2 separate regions of the Zea mays genome follow, and region 2 is linked to region 1. A link is a contact called in public Hi-C data. All regions are on one chromosome and are shown on one strand. The core of a region is the stretch at or near the end of the contact, and the rest is flanking DNA. Distances in the headings are between cores, read along the strand shown. Region 1 holds the start of LOC100382939. Region 2 overlaps LOC103638427 (ubiquitin carboxyl-terminal hydrolase 9).

Region 1 (5,629 bases), core at 2,626-5,125:
TCATCATATGCCATGTCATGTGACCACTCCGGGCCCACATGCGCCATGCGCCATATACCCAAACCCCCTAGCCCACACATGCCCGTGAAACCTCGAGTCGGCTCCGATACCAGCTGTGGCAGAACCTCCCAAGTTATTGGGTCCACATGCACTTGTCCTTGTCTCAAAGACCTCAGACGGCTATGCATGTGCAGCAAATAACTTAACAGGATCCGTCCGAGTGTCCCAAGGACCCCGGATCAACCACTTACAACCAGAACCGCAAGATTAAGTAAACACAAATCACACACCAACATTTTGCAGCGGAATTTCTATATTACAAAAGGTTTCAAGTTACATCAAATTTACATTATGTTTATCAGAGTGATTACAAAGTGATTCAAAGAAATAAACTTTAAAATGTTATAAAATACTTGTAAGTTTGAAATATATGCTAGCTTAAGTGACCATCCTCAATAAGAAGTATAGAAGAGGTACTTAGACTTATAAGAAGGCCGAGCCCACCGATACTTAGCACCATCCACAGCAACACACTTCTATTTTTGGTTCTTCCTTCTGCTTGGGAACCACCTTTGCACAAAAGTAGCAAAGCTCCGTAGGCTCTTCACCTAAAACAACATGGGACAAAGCCCTGAGTACGAAGTGTACTTTCTCAAGTCTTACCCGACTAAGAAAAAAGACTCTTAAGGATATGCTGGATTTAGGAATCAAGGAGAGGCTCTTAGCAAGAATCAACTTAGATACTTTTGCAGAAATAGCTTACTAAAGTGAGTCCTTACTTTCAATATTTTAACGCCAGATTAAATATTAATAGACTCTGGTTGCACCTAGAATAATTTCACCATCTCATCAATACAACATCATTTTTACTCATAATGTTTACATCCTGACTTAGGTTGCAGGTCAGTGATCAAGTCTCCTCTCTCTGGGGATATAACGGCGATCCGAATCGATTTACTCAGCTGAGGATTTCTAACCACACGACATATGTAGCACTTAACCCTTGCATATGTCAACCATTCCCACAGATCCTCCACAACGTGAACCGGTCCGCGCTACCCGGTAGCACAGTACTCCTTCGTCCAACCTCTAGCCAGGAGGGTACACGCTACTCCCACCACCTCCCACGCCCAGTGCGCGGTTGTCTTTTCATGTATGGAATAGTCGGGTTCAAGCTTACCCTATCCCATATCCAGGGTATGTGGCCAGTTAAGATAGTCCTTGATCATACAGGCCTACATACGCATCCAATCCTTAAATAAACTGGGTGGAGCATCACCTGTTCCTAGCCCAAGTCTTGAGTTAAGTACTTCCACCCTAAGGATTGTTTTGTGTTCCTTAGGATGAAAAGAGAATTATAGGGAACTTTGCAGTAAGATCCCACCATGCTCCCAATGAAAATATTCTTGCAGGTAGAAGCCATCCTTCCTAAGGATAAACCTGAGCTAGGCATAAGTGCAAAGGACAAACTCTATCTGCTTATAAGCAGGGCTAAGCATTTTTTTTGTAAATCATATTTTGATACTTCACCAGAAGTATCTATAAAAGGAATGGATTTCAAGGTAGCCAATGCATCAAAGGGTTTCCAAGCAACTCTTATAAACCTAATGCACATTCACTAGACTTAAAGTGTGTAAAAATAATTTAAAAACACAAGGAAGGTGTTGCATGCACCGGGGCTTGTATGAATAACACTAGGTTAGTGTTTGTTAGGTGACGACCACTTAGCGATTAGCCTTTTGTTCTGATACTTGTTTCGTCTGTCCATCTTCAGTTCCATGCATCAGCACCATCTTGTGGTCGACTCAGTTCTGGTTCGCCGCATCACGTGGTAAATTCACGTACCTGAATGAAATGCATTATGCACATGAATGCATATAGACAGGAATATTACACACCTAAATAGTGCTACGCGATAACGAATTAAACACCTAACGACGAGGCGTTGTACCGTTTCATACGAAAACACTAGTTATTGACGTATGATTAAGCACAATAGCTGCGACTTTCGAGCTTAACCAACTCTAATTCAAATATCATAGAGTTCTACAAAACGACCTTCTAAACAACCAAAGATCTAACCCGCTTATGCGCATTCTCCACTAATAGTCCTCGGGTTTTCATAGGAATACACTTATCAATGTTCTTCGCTTCCTAAATATTTTGTGTAACAACCCTTATATATTTATAACACTTAACCAGTCAACAAACATAGAGTTTTCACAAGATCATAATTTAGATCCTAAAGAGTTAAATCATTAAGGTGTAAAGTCTACTATGTAGGTTTCAGAATTCACCTAAAGCGAACCTGATAGTGATACTTGCTCCAAACTAATTAAAATAATGATGAATATTTATTCATGACAATTTACTTAAGTGACCAAATTCAAATATGACATTTAACTTGATCATTAAAAATGGAATTCGATAACTACTAAGGTAATGCATCATTCAACCACTTAATTAAAATTAGCATAATCAATTTTTAAAAGAATCTATCGACTAGTCGTTAGAAACACTAGACCTATTCCTCATTTTATTACTTCGACCACTCATCGGATACGAAACACCGATTTAATCATTCTCGCATAACCTATGTCGTTAAACTTAACTTAGCTATGCAGCATAACGACATCGCAATCGGGGACACAATTAACATGCTGCAGGTAGCCCCGTATTCCTACAAGCGTCAAATAAATACGTGCCTGAGCTACAAGCGGAATACTCGTCGCGACATACATACCTATCAATTCATTTATTGAACTAGTCAATAAAAATAGCAAAGCAGCTCACCGTTCCAATATCTGACTCGAATCCGCGAGATCGGTAATGATTTTCCGGTCTAGACAATTTGTCGAGCGCTTGGCAGGTACATTACGAGCTTCACGCACACCACCACATGACCAACTCTCAACACCGATCAGACTTCATCCGAGCAGAGGATGGCGAACAACGGCAAGGCGAAGCTCATCGACGAGGTCGAGCAGAGGATGGCGAGCGAGCGCACGCCGGGACTTGCAAAAACACGAAGACGATGGCATGCTACCCACATGAAAAACGAATGCAATTCCACGGCAGTTTCACGAACGCGACGAGGACGCAGCAACAGGAGCTACACTCGGCGATGGAACTCGACAGCGGCGATCTGGGCGAGCGCAGCAGGGAGCCGGGACGAGACCGCGACCGAGCGAGCTCTGGCCGGCATGGGCGCGACGGCCAGGGAGCTACGCGCAGAAGCGAAGCGACCGACGCGCAGAATAGGGAGCAGAGAAGCAGACGCCGAGCTGGGGCGAACTGCGGTGCACAGGAGCTGGGCGCGCGGTAGAGACCGAGCGCCATGGGGAGCAAGCAGCGGGCGCGGCTGTGAGAGAGATCCGTGCGGGGGAAATTCTGGGTGCCACGAGAGAGAGCAGAGCTCCGGCCGGGCGCGCGCAGAAAAGAGGACGAGGGCGCTGGGGCTGGGCGCGGTCCGAGCAGAGAGGGAGATGAGCGCCGAGCTGAAGGAGGAAGCCGCGGCGCTAGGAGCTCCGAGCCGGCGCTAGGAGCTCCGAGCTGGGACTGGGAAGCAAGGGCGCGGCCAGGCGAGTACCAAAGACGAGACAGGGAGCTCCGGCGATGGGAAGTCAGGGACCGCGGGAGAGAGAAACAGGAGATCGGCTGGGGTTTTGGCGAGGCCATGGCGAGCAAGAAGCACAGCGCGCGGCATGGGAGCTTGAGAGGAGGGAGCTAGGCGCAGCGCTGGGCGCTGGCCAGTAGGGAGGAGCAGAGGGCGCGCGGTGATGAGAGATTAGGGGAAGGAGGCCGAGCTGGAGCTGAGCGTGCGCCATGGAAGCCGTGCGGTCGGCCATTGAGATGGGCAGAGGGAGCGCACAGGAACTCCATGGCTCAGGAGCGAGCAAGAAAAAATCAGGGAGCAAGGGCTCGCGGGGAAGATAAGCACGCCACCGGCGGCCAGATTTTTTTGTCTTCCCAGCAGCCCAAGCGGATGAGGACGACTGGGTGTAGAAATCAGAGGAGATAAGGACGGCAGCGGCTTCAGAAAATATCCCAGGCCAGCGCGAGCAGGGAAAGTGCGGCCAGGGGAAAATTTTTAGAGAGAGAGAGAGAGCAGTAGGAAAATGAATTTGTGTAGCCTTGCGCAATTAGATAAAGCCGATGGCCAGAAAATCAATATAAAGTCTAAGCGGTGGTAAATATCATAAAAGGATATTTTATTTGGTAAAAGGAATTTTAGAATATTAGAATTTGAGCCTAGACAAGATGTAAACAAATCTAATTAAAACAACACTTTAAAAATAAAAAAAAATAAACTGTGCGAGCCGAATGCGGCGTCGCAATCCCTCGGAGACGACATCAGCATTGTCACGGGAACGAGATATGGACGGATTAAACCAGACGAGATCAGATTTGATATTTTAGTCGATATTTGATTTAGTTGAACCTAAACGAATTTCACCTGCTATCCAAATATTCGATCGGAGAACAATTCAATTAACAACCCTACGTCTGGTTTTTCTTGGATTCCGAGTGTGGTCTGATTTAATTTTACATTAAAACTTTTGTCACCGAGTTAAAATTAATTTGCCCGGGATAAAATCGTAAGAGTAGGTCGAGCTTCCGAATTCGTATTCGCGTGAGCGAAGACTTTTAAATAATCACCGGACACACCGATTTTTGGAACAACTATGTTCCGAACATCACGAAAAATTAGGAAGAGCCCGGATAGATAAAAACGATGTCGAACTCGCGACAGACGAAACAGATGCGATATTAAAATCGCAATAGGCGAAGATGATTAAAATTTAGCATCCAGTTTATCCACTGATATTACGTGCTTAAATCCGTACTCGTTGTCGAGCAGAATATAAACACCAAGGGTGTTACAACAGGAAGGCAGTTGTTGGATGAAATTCATGTGGGGCAATGTGGCATACACATAGCATCAAGAACATTAGTAGGGAAAGCTTTCAGGTTCGGGTTCTACTGGCCAACAGCAATGTATGATGCGGCAGAGTTAATTCAGAAGTGTGAAGCATGTCATTTCCTATCAAAGCATCAACACTTGCCCACCCAACAGTTGCAGACTATTCCTATAACCTGTCCTTTCGCGTGCTGGGGGCTGGACATGATTAGGCCATTCAAAAAAAAGCTCAAGGAAGATATACTCACATACTCGTCGCCATTGAAAAGTTTAAAAATGGATAGAGTACAAGCCCATCGCCTCTTTGACCTCAGCAAAAGCGGTGGAGTTCATTCAAGAAATAATGTTCAGGTTTGGGATACCTAACAGCATCATCACAGACCTGGGATCTAACTTCACTAGCTCAGAGTTCTTTGATTTCTGCGAGTAGAGGAGCATCTAGATCAAGTATGCATCAGTGGCACACCCAAGAGCTGATGGGCAGGTGGAAAGAGCCAGCAGGATGATGCTTGATGCACTCAGGAAAAAGGTGTTCGACAAGAGCAAAAAGCTTGCAGGAAAATGGATCAGAGAACTACCGTATGTGGTCTGGAGCCTACAAACCTAGCCAAGCCGGGCCTTGCATGGAAACACCCTATTCTTCATGGTATATGGATCGGAGGTGGTATTACCAGCGGATTTGATCTTTGGAGCACCCAAACTAACATT
Region 2 (6,530 bases), core at 1,065-3,564, 420 kb after region 1:
GAAAGTCTATGGCTTGTTACTCTTGGTAATCGGCATCATCTAGATGGCTCAGTGGTGATTGGAGCTCCGTGATCACCCCGGAGGATTTGTTGGTGACCCGACTCAATGGTTGTACGTGGTCGTGAGGGATCTACCGCGCTAGAGAGGCAAAAGATCATCTCATAGTGAGCACTTGGTTCTTGCGAGGACCAAGGGGGAGTGATACCCTTGCACAGGTGCTCCAACGAAGACTAGTGGAGAGTGTCGACTCTTCGATACCTCAGTACTTTGAGCATTTTACAGTACTTTTTACATTCACTTTGTGCATTTTACTTTGAGTATTTGCCATAATGACTTAGTCTTGTTCTCCATTTCATAGCTTTTACTTCTTGCTAGTAGATTGGGTGAAGTTGAGCTCTTGTTTAGGGTTTAATCTTTTGTAAGAATTTTAGAAAAGCCCAATTCACCACCACCCTCCCTCTTGGGCATCGTGATCCTTTCAGACCTAATGTCTCAAATGTTGTCGAATCCTCCTCTAGAATTGATGCAACAATTGGCGAGTGTGGTGTCTATTCAACAGATGACCACTCAACCTCCACAGATGCAACTAATTCCAGAAGCTCAACCGCCATCTTCCATAGATTGTACAACTGTCCCATGCTCTGTCGCGTCTATGGGAAATAAGGTCTGTTATCCAGTTGATGACATCACAAGGCCTATGGGGTGCACCCTAGTTATAAGATATGGTATTAACAATATTCGTATGAAGAAAGTAGCCACAGACCTTGCGATCCTAGGACGCAACTTCCATGGAGACAAAATTATAGAAGATTATTACAGGATAGAAGTCATGACGGTCATCCAAGGATCCGAGGACGACATGCTAGACATCCCTAGGCCAGAAGGTATTGAGACACTTGGACATGCTATCAAGAATTTCATCCTTTGGCCTTGACGGGATGTCCAATTGGATGATCCACCACCGTCATTGTCACATGTCCGACCCCTAACGCAAGAGTCATCACATCTAGATCATATTATACAACCGTCATCACCTCCTCAAACTTCACTTGGTGCTGCTCATCCTCTTTCTGACCCACCGTCTCCGCCACAAGCATCGCCATTCAGGGCTCCACCACCTTCTCCACCCCCATACTCATCCTCTCTGTGACCTACTGTTTACGCCACCAGCAAGGGATCCACCTTCTGCATAGCTATCAAGGAATACACCTTCTCCACAGCCAAAGAAGCCTAAATTTTAACAATTTTTTGGTATGTTTAACTTATAACCTAGCTCGAGCACTGAAAAATTGAGTGACGTAGAGCCCTGAGAAGCGTGTGACGTCCACGACGCACCGCGGCTGCTCAAGCTCATGGGCGCCCGGGCGTCGGCCAAGGCGCCCAAGTGACTGTGGTCCAAGAACGTCATCGTGCTGCTAGACCAAATTATGGACTTCGCATCGGTGACCCCGGACACAGACCCTTACCACATCGACAAGGGAGACACTGGAGGTCGACCGTGTCGGCCCATGGCGTTCGGCTTGCTCAGCGGGACGCTCCTTGGGGAGCACGTGGACGAGGAGGGCCATCTCCGAGTGGACGACCACCTACACGTCGACTACAAGTACAAAGTAGAGATCGAAGAGCGCCTCGACGGTCTACGCAGGGAGAGGCATGGTGCGGTACGAAGAAAACAATTTGCATGTGAAAAAATAGAACAAAACGAAATGTTACATTGTGTAATTAGTTACATGGTGAATAATTTTATACCAACCCCACGAAATCATAGTCCTGAATAGAGATGGCAATGGAGACCCGATCCCCCGTGGCGAATTCTTCTATTAGGGCCAGTTTAGGAGCCATAAATCCAAAGGAGATTGGACGGGCTAAAATTCCCTTCTTATTCAATTTTGAATGAGGAGATTTTAGCCCCTCCAATCCCCTCTAGTTTTTAGACTCCCAAACTAGCCCTTATAGGATGAGGATGGAGAGGTTACTTCCCCGCAGGAATGTAAACGGGAAAATTTTTCCCCGACGAATAAATAGGGATGGGGAAGCACACGGAATCACAATCGGTGTGATTGGGGAAGCACACGGAATCACAATCGGTGTGATTGGTTACCTGTGCTTACTTATTCAGCCTCTCTAGATGAATTGACCAAAGGGCAGCTCCTGGTGTGATTGGTTACCTGTGCTTACTTATTCAGACTCTCTAGATGAATTGACCAAAGGGCAGCTCCTGGTTGCTTGCACGCAAGGCTCTGCACCGGGGCTGCAGCGGAGGCCAAAATGATCACCTCCGGCTGCATGGGTAAGTACGCAGCGAGCGTCCCGTTTCCTACGAGCCAAGCTCACATGAGGCAGGCCACACTCCACTCAACCAATCACACCGAATAAGGCTAAGTGCTGATGATTGGGCATTTTAAAAAAACAACCGTAATCAAAATTTGCTGTAGCACAGCTGTAGCTTAGGCAAAAAAAAATATGCAGCGTTTTTACACCATTTTTCCCAGTTGCAATCCCTTGGCTACACCAATAACAATAGTAGACCCTAAGTGCTGCATCAGCGTATCAGCAAAATTTTCAATTAAGGTCATCGTTTTCTCGGATACCTGTCAAGATCAGTTCTACTCAAATGGGTATCAGTAAGTCCAATCATAGCCTGTTTGATTGGGAATATAATTTGTCCATATTATATAATCTAACTTATTTTGAACTAACACTTAGTTCAAAATAAGATAGGTTATATAATCTGGGCAGATTATAATCCTAAACACCAGGCCCTCAATCATATAGATGTGCAGATCCAAGCTACCACGCTATTTCGACCTCAGTTGTCTGCCATGCCTCAAAATGTCAAAGGCTTCATACACAAATATTCCATTCCGGAGCAGACATGCAAATTCCATAACTCTTCTGATCTCCATATCTCGATCCACATGTTATACTCAGGCTTTGATCTGGGGAACTATGTCTCTAGCGAATCAACCATTTCAATGTCAACTGGACCACCGTTTGCCGCTGTACTTGAACCTCCAACTCGTCGGTAGAAAAGAACATATGCTGCAGATCGCCTGATCTCATCCTCATTAACAGAGGAAACATGACTGTCATCAAAATGATACCAATTGTCCTCTTCAACTAGCTGCAAGTGACAGTATACAGTTCAGGAAGCTGGCAAGCACGCATACAATAATGCAAACATATATACATACATAATTTAACAGCGACACAAAAATGCAGGTACCTTCGCATATGCAGAGTAGTGTCCACCACCGAGACCGCCATAATGATTTATCACTGCATAGAGTTCATACACGGGGTGCTGGTCACCTCTTGATGTAGGCTTCACATACTTGCTCATATTGAGGTCATGGATCGGAAAGTTCACAAATGTATCAAGCTTATTCTTCATATACCGGCTGTACGAGAACCTTTTCAAATGAACTACCAATATCTCAGGCAACCTCCACAAGTCCAGTTTCTTGCTAGCTTGCCTGTGTTCCTTGCACCCAGGACAGTACCTGTTTAGAGGCATGACAAAAGTAAAATCCATCAAACATCAACAAAAGGTTGATTTCAGATGAGGGCAGTTTGCAGAAGCATCTCAGTTAACAGTGCCAGAAAATTACTAACCACATATCATCTGGCCCTAGAGGCTCCTCCTTCAGAAAAGCATCCAAGCATGAAAATAAATTGACTGCTTCTTGACGGGTCTTCTTTGACATAAAACCAGGCTTGAAGACTTCAGGAAGTACATCCATGTGATCAATATTGTACATCCCATGCTCTTTCTCACCCCAATCCATCAAAACCCTAATAACTAGTCCTAGAACACGATTAGAATCCATGTCTATAGCATTTCTTGTACTACCTTTTTCATCAGTCAATGAAAGCTGAAACGGTAAAAGCTCATTGTCAGCTGCATTATCGTCCTCCCTTGATCTTGATGTAGAGAGACCCTCCTCACTGGTGGTGCCATTATCGGTCAGGACAATACCGTCCAAACTTGGCCCATTGCCATTTAACTTGACAGCAGACACATCAGGGCTATGTGCTTTTGCTCTTACAAATGGAACCAAGACAGAAGATACAGCCGCATAAATATCAGATTTTGCAGTAGAGTCATTTGGAATACAAGTCACAATGGGGCACCCAATGAGCTTCCTATTGATATTAAACTGAGGCTCCACAAGAAATCTGGGTGAAGTATCAAATGCTTATCAAACAACACGGCACACAATACAAGATAAAGTATAATCAGCTGGTTCTTTCGATGGATTAAACTGCTAGTCATCAATCGCAGAGAAAAAACTGAAATAACTAAACAACATAAAGAAGAAAGTACAACCCATATATATGGCTTTTAACATATCAAAGACCATAGACCATGATCGCAGGTGTGTTTGGTACATTCACCTCGCCTCGACAAGCGATGCCAGCCTTGCCAGCAGTGGGGAGAAATTTGGCTGGCTAGGACTGGCGTGGGAAAACATTGAAATCATGAGCCCAGAAGAAATAAGCAAGAAAACTAAACCGCTAGCAGCAAGGTCAGTTTCTCGGTTCTCGCCCGGTTAGCTAAGGCCTAGCAAGGGTTTCAAACAGTCCCTAACAGACAGAAATATCATGTGTGTCAGGGCCTAAGGAGGCCCACGGAGTGGCTGCGGCAGCAGCAGCCATGGGCCCTCCAAGGGGTATTAGATAAGGATAGTTAGAGATAATATTAGAAAATTAGTTGAGATTATCTAGAAAGGTTATCAGTTAGTTTGTTGAGAGTTTTTAGGAGAGTTTTAAGGAGGCAAGGATCTGTAGCTAGACAAGGGCGGCTAGCCGGCCTATTTATGTAATCAATGGATGAGAAATAAAGTAGACAGGAATTAGGAGAAACCCTCCTCTTGCTCGGCCGTGAGCAGAGGCCCCCGACCGACGTTCTTGCCTCTCTAATCCCTCACAGATCTAGCGACCATAACATCTGGTATCGGCTTAGCTTGGGTTTCGATCCGATCCCATGGCTTCTGTTGCCAATTTCTTGGCATCGTCCTGGCAACCGGTGTCCCCATCTCCATGGATTGCGCCGCATGTCACCTTTGTCACGTCATCCTGGCAACCGGTGTCCCCATCTCCATGGGCTGCGCCGCATGCCACCTTCATCACGCCATCCTGGCAACCGGCGTCCCCATCTCTATGGGCAACATCGCCTGCCAATTTTGTCACCACATCCTGGACGACGGTGTGCCCATCTCCAGGGATAACGCCAAATTTTGTCGCATCATCTTCGTTGACGGCGTCTCCATCCCCATGGGTGACGCCACTAGAGGCAGCCACGGCTCAACAATCACCAGCTCCATCGATGGGGGACTTGTGGGCCAACATAAAGACTGATCTCGCAAAGATGCAAGCCTCGCTCCGGATGGTTGAGCAGGGGCTGCTGCAAATCAAGGCAGCAGTGCAACATGAACAGCAGCAGTTAGTGTTGTCCGCACGGCTCCAGACGTCGGCAGCTGTGGGCATACAGGCTGCTGCTCGTGGCTTCCTTGCACGACGGAGAGTGCGAGAGATGCGTCGGCAGATGCTTGAGACAACTTTGGTGACGGTTGACCTCGGCACAAGGGGGCGCGACCTCGCCCTGTCGGCCAGCCATCAGCAGCAGCACTGGCCCGCTATCTCCAAGTGCGAGCATGGTACGTGTCCCGCGGGCGACGAACTTCAACCCTACGACAGCGGGAGTAGGGAAGGCACTCCCCTTGTCATCAGCAAGGGCGCACTGTTTAGCGCCTCCACATTCCGCTACCGGCCGTCACGAGGGCGCCTCCGCTGGTTATTATTGCGACCTATTCCAGGTGCCCGTCCATGTGCTCCCCTTTCGTCCAGATGGCGTCCATGGGATCCAGGTGGCTGCACACGTGCAAGTCCAATGCGCAGAGGGTGTCCGCCTTATCTTAGGGTCAAAAAAATTTAGATTCAGAATAATAAGATAAGCCAAGATGTAAAAGGCTTGTCTTCTAGGTGTCTGGTTTTGGGTCAAGTAGACTCATTCTTTGAGCATCCGTCATGCCAGCTCGAGAACGAGCTGCTTGTCTAGGAGGGGTGTAGTGTCAGAGCCTAAGGAGGCCCACGGAGGGGCTACGGCAGCAGCAGCCATGGGCCCTCCAAGGGGTATTAGATAAGGATAGTTAGAGATAAGATTAGAAGATTAGTTGAGATTATCTAGGAAGGTTATCAGTTAGTTTGTTGAGAGTTTTTAGGAGTTTTAAGGAGACAAGGATCTATAGCTAGACAAGGGCGGCCAACCGGCCTATTTATGTAATCAATGGATGAGAAAGAAAGTAGGCAAGAATTAGAAGGGAGAAACCCTCCTCTTGCTCGGCCGTGGGCAGAGGCCCCCGACTGACGTTCCTGCCCATCGATACACCTCTCTAATCCCTCACCGATCTAGCGACCATAACATGTGTGTTCCTTATATCTCTGAATATACTAAGATGCACTAAACACAGCTCACCTGTCTGCCCTCGAATGCAGAATCTCCAACCTCAAAAGTTTTTCATGACCAA

What was found. A called contact is a pair of places that touch in the nucleus more often than the background predicts.
Region 2: a Hi-C map of leaf shows a contact between it and region 1, with 5 times the contacts expected there. The contact joins the enhancer-like site here to the promoter of LOC100382939 in region 1. A contact is called at or near these places in 7 of 25 Hi-C or Micro-C datasets (bundle sheath, ear, endosperm and 2 more).

The regions. Positions count from the first base shown.
Region 1 is chr1:125,218,434-125,224,062 of Zm-B73-REFERENCE-NAM-5.0, forward strand. It overlaps LOC100382939, which reads right to left and starts at 3,876. Exons shown (of 1, transcript NM_001175625.1): 1 at 2,660-3,876. The coding sequence starts at 3,678. The coding sequence ends at 3,043.
Region 2 is chr1:125,637,052-125,643,581 of Zm-B73-REFERENCE-NAM-5.0, forward strand. LOC103638427 (ubiquitin carboxyl-terminal hydrolase 9) reads right to left here. Exons shown (of 13, transcript XM_008661345.3): 10 at 6,479-6,530; 11 at 3,616-4,179; 12 at 3,227-3,503; 13 at 2,417-3,124. The coding sequence ends at 2,948. Among protein-coding and RNA genes, the nearest start is that of LOC103638427, 19 kb to the right of the region's middle. Within about 2 kb of position 2,315, at least 11 of the 20 cell types and tissues checked have an H3K27ac peak or open chromatin away from gene starts, as enhancers often do. A contact at or near this core is called in bundle sheath, ear and leaf, where this site is marked.